Linked DNA regions of Mus musculus: regions 2 and 3 are each linked to region 1. The links are chromatin contacts, called in public Hi-C and HiChIP or PLAC-seq maps. All regions are on one chromosome and are shown on one strand. The core of a region is the stretch at or near the end of the contact, and the rest is flanking DNA. Distances in the headings are between cores, read along the strand shown.

Region 1 (2,700 bases), core at 166-2,665:
GCCTCCTGGCTGCCTGTGGAATAGAGTTTCCTTCTGGCTGCCTGTGGATCAAGATGTAGAATTCTCAGCTCTTCCAGCGCCATGTCTGCCCGCAGGCTGCCATGCTTCCTGCCATGCTGATAATGGACTGAACCTCTGAAACTGTGTGAATTAATCCCAAATAAATAATTTCTTTGTAAGAGTTGCCTTGGTCATGGTGTCTCTTCACAGTAATAAAAATCTAGGATACCTACATACACATGTTGGGAAATAAACTCAGGTCTCCTGGAAGATAGAGTACTCTTAATGTCTGAGCAAGCTCTTCAGCCCCAATATGGGGATATTCCTGATAAGCACCCACTCTCTTCCCCGGGTCCCCTATAGTATTAATTGACAAGGTTCTAGAATCACCAGAGACAACCCTCTGGGCATGTTTGTGAAGAACTGTCTAGATGAGGTTAGTGTGTGGAAATCTGCCCCCAGTGTGGGTGATAGCATTCCATGGTCTAGATTAAAAAAAAAAAAAGTCAAAGCCAGCTGTCTGTTTTCTGGCTTAATAGATGCAATGTGACAAGCTGCCTAAAGCCCTGTGTCACAAGTCCCCACCACGTGGGCCTGTACTCTCAACCTGTGAGCCAAAAGAAACCTATCCTTTGTAAAATTGCTTCTATCACATATTTTGATATTGCAACAAGAAAGGAATACACCTCTTAGGGAGGTACTTCTTCTCAGCCTTCTCTCTGTGGGAAGCCTCCTTCCTGGAGTCTTGGGAAAGACTTCTTTCCCAAGGGGGCATTTTTGATCAGCGTCCCCTTCCCATGAGGAGCCTCTATCCAAGGTCTTCCTCCATGGCTTGAGGTATCCAGCATCTTTTCCCTATGTGGGAATCTCCGATTCAGGTCTCCCTCAGTGGAACACCTCAACCTCGCATTCCCTCCCCTGGAGTCTCCATTTCAGGTTTTCCTGCAATAGAACTGGTTGGCCTAGCAACACATGCCCTGAGGGTAAGTCTCCTCTGCAGGTCCCCTCCCATGGTGACACCTCTGGCCTGTATCCCTGCTCTTCCTCTCAGGGGCCTCCTTTCCAGGTCTCCTTAGGGACAACATCCATTATTCTGGGGGCGCTGCTTCGGCCTGGTATCTCTTCCCCAGAGGGAAACCTCTGCATGAGTGGACCCCCACCAATGGTGGCCCTTGCTCATGGAAAGCATCTGTCCCTGATAAGACACTCATTCTCTAGGACACTCTACAGGCCACCCCCCCCCCCCCACCCCGACCCCTTCATCTCAGTATTCTGTCCTCTGACGGGGTCTTTACTCCACGTCTCCCCACCGTGGGGACCGAAGACCTCCCCCATCCCACCCTACGCAGGAGCAGGACTTCCGCTGCGCCCCCTCCCCTCAGGCGGGACTTCCGCCCCGCCCCCTCCCCCTCCCCCTGCCGCGTCGCCTTGTCCTCTTCGCCTGAGGCAAGCCAGCTAGTCTCGCGCTCTCTGCCTTGCAGCACCACGGGATCTGGGTGACGCGGGCTGCGGAAGCCAGAGCCGTGCAGACCGCGTCTCCATCTCCTCGCCTGTCGTCTGTCTCCCCCACTTCTCTTCGCTCTGCTCTCCGCCTGGTCAGGCTCGGCCCCAGAGCGAGTGGCAAGATGGCGGCGCCCAGGATGCCACCCTCCCGGCTGTCGGGCATCATGGTGCCCGCACCCATCCAGGACCTGGAGGCCTTGCGCGCGCTCACGGCGCTCTTCAAGGAGCAGCGTAACCGGTAACTGCGCGGGGGCTGCCACCTAGGAAGGAGGAAGAGGAACCATGGAGGGCTCTGGGCTGGGCTGGGCTTGACTGGGCTGGGCTGGGCAGCGGCGAGCGAGGCGGGGCGGCGGGCTCCATCAGCTCGGCCCACGCTCAGGTTGTGGCTCTGTGGCGCTCGCCTAGGCCTGCTCTGGGACGAGGGTTTGGCCAGGCTCTAAGAGGGGCAGACGATGGCGACACTGGTCCCCAAGCCGGCGGCGGGGAAGCTGTTGGTTCGGCTCCTCTGGCGGGGCCCTGAGGGCGGTGGCCAGGGAAGGGAGGCGTGTTCGGGCTCGCTTCTCCCTCTGGGTTAGAGGGCGTTCTGTCCAGGAGCCTGCAGAGCTGGCCTGGCTTCGTGACATCTGCTCAGCATCGCCTCTAACCCTTCTGTTTCTAGCCTTACAAAATGGGAGCTGTGGTGCGTTGTTTTCAGTGCTGAGATGAAATAAACGTGTTTAAACAGAAGTGTGCGAGGCTGTCAGTTCCTGATGGATTTTTGTGGTATGGTTTGCGCTGCAGTTTCCTTGTCTGTTTAATGGAAACAAGGTTCGCTGGGACCTCCTTGGTTGAGTTGACAGTGAGGGTTTAATGAGACGATGCGTGTTACATCCTTAGGCCATGCCTGACACTTAGTACTAAACACCATTGGTGTTTTCTCTTAACAGTAATGGTCTCCCCTGGACCAAGTCTTGGGAGAGGACCCGGAGCCCTTGGTCTCTCCTGTAGAGAGATAACAAGCAGGCCTAGAGTGTGGACAAAGGGCAGAGAACGCGGTGGGGGTGGGGGTGGGGGAAGCACGTAGGCTCAGTGGTCACAGGAACGTTTTCTAAAAATAGGTAGCCGCCAGACATGTCACGTGGCTCAGCCCTGCAGTTCCAGCATTCAGGAAGCAGAGGCAGGTGGATCTCTTGAGTTTGAGGCTGGACCAGTCAGCAT
Region 2 (2,700 bases), core at 168-2,667, 85 kb after region 1:
ACTTTTCTTCATCCAGAGTTCCTCCCTTACCTGAGGAGCCTTTGGCTTAGCTGCTCAGAGAGGAAGGGTCAGTTTTCCATGAAAGTGTAGCCTCTGACAAGTCAACCACACTACACGGAAGGCCACACATCCCAGGATACTGGATAGCACAAATTGGCCTTGATGTGGGGGTAGAGTGGGTGCACAGAGTTGGGTGGGAAGGGAAGGAGATAAGCCTGGGCAGAGTTAGGGGAGGAAGAGTGAATATGATAAAGAGTTGTAGGATCTTCTCAACTTAAAAATGTAAAAATTAAAAAAAAATCCCAGGAATGTTTGTGCACTCTTGGCCATAAGAAGCTCTCCATGTAATTCAAATGTTCAGAAACTCTCTGGGACCTAGTTTTGAGTTAGAACTGAATCCTGCTTCAAGGGAACCATGATAATAAAAGTTATGGCCAGAAGGCTTGACAGACTTGCTTCTAAACTCTTTGTCCTCAGGTGCTTCTAAACTCTGTCCACCTTAGCCGAGGTGCAGAAAAAATAATTGAGTCACAGTCTTATCATCAGAGAAATGTTTCGTCTTGAAGGGTTGCTGTGAGCAAAGACTCACACACTGTGTATGTGTGTGTGTGTGTGTGTGTGTGTGTGTGTTCCATGTATGACCACTTCAAATACCAACTTCTGCTACCATGTATTCCCTTGTGGTGTTGGTGATGCAGCCCAGAGCATAGGATACACTAACTAAGCTGTCCTTACATTAGGCTTTTACTGGTAATTCTGACTGAGTCAGGTTTTAAAAACTTCTTTGATAAGAATTCTGTTTTGCTCAGCTTTTTATTTCCATGTATCACTTTGTACATAATTTTTCCATTAAGTATAGCAAGTAGAACTCTTAAATAATATGCATTTTATTTGAATGATGGACAACATTGAGTTTGGGTGATTTTGTATGTGTCTGTGCAATGTCATGAAAACCAGGAAGCTACTTTCAGATTTTGGAAAATGACGACTTGGGTTTTCCTGACTTCACTGTTACTCCTGAATGATGCTTGAGACTACTGAGATAGGCCAGCCTCCAGGACAAGTTTGTCAGGGTTCCTATGTTCCAGATACCCTATAATTACGGAGATTATCCGGCAGTGTAAAGTGCTGTTTGGTTTTTGTTATTCAGTTGTTACCATAGCTGGAGTCGGGTGGGTGTTTAAACCCTTTTGAACTCAAGATTCTTTTATGATGATGGAATATTTCATGTTTTAATACCCAGTATAGAATGCATGCTCAAGTATTTTACCAGGTATGTGTTTTTTTACAGGTTCATATAATATATAAAATGCATTTCTGTTCCAAGAAAAATATAACTGGTAAACAATTGGGAAAGGGCTTGCATATTTTCCTTTATTACCCTGTCTGATGAGTAATGCTTTCAGTTATGCTCACTTCACGTTTAACCAGGCTAGTGTTTAGTCTTGGTTAGGGCTGTTTTCCTTATGAGCACAGGAACGGCCAATCTTGTGCCCTGCCTGTCTTCCAGGTGGAGTCTTTGCATTGTTTCCAGATCATGGGGCTTAATGTAAGGTCAGAGTTTCTTGTGAAAACAGATTTTGGATTAGCTATGTCTGTGCACTTGCACACACCCCTGCACACCTGCCTGTGCACTTAAGCTGGAGTCACTTGCTAGAGTCATGCTTTGATTTCAAGATGCAACGAAGACTTGAGATTCTGCCTTAGAACCTAAAAGTGTGAGGTCAGACTGAGTGCACTGTCCCGGCAGCTATTGCTTTCTAGAGCATAAGGTCTGGGAAAGAGCTGGGTTATTATGAGTGTCTCATGCAGGGGCTGTCTTTGTAAATATAGATTTCTCTGTGTTAAGTGGTCCTGAAAAAGATTGTGTGGCTTTTAAAATACAAAGTATTTTCTAGCCCTTTCTAGAAAAACGTTGGCAACCCCTGACAATTTAATTTAAAAAAAAAAAAAAGTGTTCGAATCCAAGTTTGATCACACCTATAGAACTTGGCCATCTTCTGTAAGCTGTGTGTGTGGCTGTGTGTGAATATATGTTACCTGTTTATTGTGTGTGCCGTGCTGTTTCTCAGGTTCAGGAAGGACTCTAGGCACAATAGACATAATTCCTGTCCTTGTGAAACTTGAAGCCAGTAATACATTCTCTGATAATAGTCACCATAATGAAGAGCAGGGAAATTGATTACATATATATATATAGTGTTCTGCTTACACGTATGCCTACACACACCAGTGGAAGGCACCAGATCTCATTATAGGTGGTTGTGAGCTACCATATGATTGCTAGGAATTGAACTCAGGACCTCTGGGAGATTAGCCAATACTCTCAACCTCTGAGCCATCTCTCCAGCCCCCAGAAATTAACATTTACAAAAGTAATATTTAGTACATTCTTTGGCATAGGCAATGATCAGCAAATATATCCTGAATGATTGGTGTGAGTCCATGTTTGCTGTCCTCAGAAGTTCTCACTGGAGAGTGAGTGCCTAGAAATAACAGGGACTATCTCTGGTGCATTAGTCCTGCACAGCGAAGAGCTTGTATGAAATTCTGATTCACCTCTGAGTGCATGATCCATATGCCCTCAGTCTCTGGCCCAAGCAATGCAAGAGTTTCCGCCTGTTCCTGTAGAGATGGTTCCAGTGGAGGAAGTAGAAGCGAGAGCAGTCAGAAGCGCAGTGCTCGCTCTCACCACGGAAA
Region 3 (2,700 bases), core at 10-2,509, 110 kb after region 1:
CTCTGTGAATCCCTACTGCTCCTTCCGGGTTGTAGAGACTGAAATACTTCCTTGTTTATGAAGCATCTGAACAACCCCACATGGCTCCTTAACAAGTGCGTGTTCTTGTGTACATATCTTATTGTGTCTCTTAGTCCATGTGCGAAAGGTGAACTTTCATCTGCAGTTGCTAGGATAGTGCTGACACTCCAGACTGACATCCAGAGCGAAATGGAGAGAGCAGAAATACTGCCAGGACCCTTCACTCAGAGAAGGGGCCCCTGCCAATGGGGAGGGAGGTCGGGCCTGTAGAGTGCCCTAGGCCTCTCCTGCACCATTCAGCAGTGTTAATTCAAGGGGTGTCATCACTGTGAACAGGACTGTAGAGCTCCTACAAGGAAGGAGTCATGGGAGATATGATTGCTATACCAAGGGCAGGAGGCAAGGTTCCCTAAACACGATCCCACACTCCTGGGTGGGAGCACTCACTATTGAAGAAAGCCTGAGACATTATTTGCCTTACTGACTTTGGACTGATATAAAATGGCATGTGTTTTATAAAACAGCTAACATTTAAAAAAATGTAATTCAGTTTTCAAAAACAGGCAAAAGACTTGGCATGCCACTTGAGAGAGAGAGGGAGCAGGGGTTGGGGGTGGGGAGATATCCAATGCCCATTATAGAGAGCTCTACAGTTAGAAGCCTCTATCCACTGCCCCATCCCAGTGTCTGGCAAAGTAGGTGATAGCAGGGTCATTCCTGCAGCAGCCTGAGTTTTACTGCATCTCTGGGGGGTTTAGTTTGTCAGTGTTGGCCAACACTGATGGACGTACACCTGCTCTGTGAGCCGGCAATGTGCATGTGCCTGTTAGCAGATATCTACTGGGATTGTCACAGCAGTATTCCTCCTATGTATTCTCAGGTTGCAGTAAACTAGGTGTTTATCAATAGTTAAATAAAAAACCACTGTGCTTGTGCCTGTGGCGGAACACAGTGAAGGAGAGTAGACTGCTGTGTGAAAGAGATTGATCATTTCATTGACATACTGCTAAGGTGCAGAGACTGGGTATAGAAAGCACTGTGCTCTATGATGCCTCTGTAGTAGGCACAAGAGTGGTTGTAGGAGCTGCGGACATGAATGTGGTAGAGGCCACATGGGACTTCCGAGGTACTGGCCATGTTCTAAGTTTTAATGAGGAGTATATCGCTGAGTACATATGAAAACAGTGATCTGTGTGCACCTTGCAGGCGTTAGAGTCTGTTGCACCTCATACTAAAACACTTTAATCATTTACTGAATGTTTTCCGTTCACCACAGCCTGCCTACCCATTGTCTTGCACAGTTTGCTTAAGAGCTGGGAATGATTGATTCAGTTTTATAGATCAGGAAACCGAAACTGGAAAGTTGGAATTGCGATCAGAACTTCCCACTTCATGTGTGTTGGGGCAGGACAAGCCCAGGACTGTCTGACTCTGTAGCTAAATCTTTCGTCGTAACTAAATGTCTAGATTCCCAGAGAGAGCCCCCTCTCTGCTTGGATGCTACACTTCTTCCAACGGTATTTTCTTGGGGAAGAGATGGGTGCAGCTGTGTTGTCTTAACCCTGGTGGCAAGCATGTAGTACATGGTAGTCACTTAACCCTGGTGACAAGCATGTAGTAGTACATGGTAGTCACTTGGTAAAACTTGCTGCCGTGCTGTCTGATCCAGGGTAATGTGGTCAGCACTGAGTGCTAGTTGGTAGCCATCTTAGGATGTACTTTCAGCCCTGTCACCCTTTAAGACCCGAGTTGTATAGGTCTTCTTTCTCCAGGAATGGCTCCATGACCCTCTGCCAGGTTGGGTGCCTCAGTTTACTGTCATGGTCTCTAAACAGCTCACATAAAAAACACCTTCATCAGTTGACCTTTTCTCCTAGAAAACCCATCCCAGGTGTCTTTGTGGTCCTGTATCCTGAAGTGTATCCCTTATCCTGAGGTCCACGGACCCTAGCGACTATGACCAAAATGTGTTTCCCAGCACCTTTCTGTGTGTAAATCTGAACTAATATGTGAGAGATGCCTTTTAAAAAGTAAGAAAACCTCTGTGCGCAGGGATGGTTTCTGCAGAACTTGACAGTGTTTAACTAGTGTTTTGTGCATTTTGGAACCCTGCTTTGGGAACCTGGAACCATAGCACCGTTTATTTAGTTTCTTCCCCTTGGCTGTGATGAAATGCCCTGACAAACGCAACTGAAGAAAGGTTTTATTTTAGCTCCCAGTTCAAAGAGCAGTCTGACACAGTGAGGAGGTCAAGGCAGTGGGAGCTTAAAACAGCTGTCACATTGCACCCAATCAGCAAGCAGAAAGCCATGTGTGCTCCTGCTCAGCTTCCTTTCTGAACTTAGTTTGCATTCTAGCCAGGGACTGAAGCCACCTACCCCAGTTAGCCTAATAATCAAGCCAACCCCTCCTGGCATGCATCGGGCCATTCTCCCAGGTGATTCTAGGTTTTGTCAAGATGACAGTTAGCCCTAACCACTGCAGCCCTGGCTTGGTAAATCTGAGAATTCAAATAATCAGTGGAATACTTTTTTCTGTTGTGAGTCTTTGTGAGGAACCCAGCTCCTAACAGTGACCAAACAGCATCACAGAGAAGCAATTAAAGGGAAAGTCCACAGGCTAGGTTTGTAAAGGCTGTCCACAGAGTCCTGCAGCAGGGGAGCTGTGGACTTGTTCACC

The links. HiChIP or PLAC-seq counts read pairs in DNA pulled down with a chosen protein or histone mark. Hi-C and Micro-C count contacts between places; a contact is called where the count stands out from the background.
Region 2: a CTCF HiChIP or PLAC-seq map of the NIH/3T3 cell line shows a contact between it and region 1, with 19 read pairs. The contact joins the enhancer-like site here to the promoter of Atxn10 in region 1. A contact is called at or near these places in 3 of 15 datasets of contacts at CTCF or cohesin (the NIH/3T3 cell line, large pre-B cells and pro-B cells), 5 of 484 Hi-C or Micro-C datasets (the C2C12 cell line, bone marrow-derived DN2 thymocytes, double positive thymocytes and 2 more), 8 of 115 datasets of contacts at active chromatin or transcription factors (bone marrow-derived macrophages, double positive thymocytes, embryonic stem cells and 4 more) and 2 of 9 other capture datasets (adipose tissue and pancreatic islet).
Region 3: a contact with region 1 is called in a Hi-C map of liver, with 1.8 times the contacts expected there. The contact joins the enhancer-like site here to the promoter of Atxn10 in region 1. A contact is called at or near these places in 2 of 39 promoter capture datasets (both in liver), 6 of 484 Hi-C or Micro-C datasets (the G1E-ER4 cell line, the P5424 cell line, induced pluripotent stem cells and 3 more), 10 of 115 datasets of contacts at active chromatin or transcription factors (PVALB interneurons, a colorectal cancer cell line, embryonic hindbrain and 5 more) and 2 of 9 other capture datasets (adipose tissue and pancreatic islet).

Annotation. Positions count from the first base shown.
Region 1 is chr15:85,334,840-85,337,539 of GRCm38.p6, forward strand. It overlaps Atxn10 (ataxin 10), which reads left to right and starts at 1,416. Exons shown (of 12, transcript NM_016843.4): 1 at 1,416-1,741. The coding sequence starts at 1,626.
Region 2 is chr15:85,419,509-85,422,208 of GRCm38.p6, forward strand. All of the region lies in intron 9 of Atxn10 (ataxin 10), which reads left to right. Among named protein-coding and RNA genes, the nearest start is that of Gm23517, 70 kb to the left of the region's middle. Within about 2 kb of position 1,418, at least 26 of the 459 cell types and tissues checked have an H3K27ac peak or open chromatin away from gene starts, as enhancers often do. A contact at or near this core is called in the C2C12 cell line, the NIH/3T3 cell line, pancreatic cancer cells and 1 more, where this site is marked.
Region 3 is chr15:85,444,567-85,447,266 of GRCm38.p6, forward strand. The region is part of intron 10 of Atxn10 (ataxin 10); the gene reads left to right. Among named protein-coding and RNA genes, the nearest start is that of 7530416G11Rik, 57 kb to the right of the region's middle. Within about 2 kb of position 1,260, at least 3 of the 459 cell types and tissues checked have an H3K27ac peak or open chromatin away from gene starts, as enhancers often do. A contact at or near this core is called in liver, where this site is marked.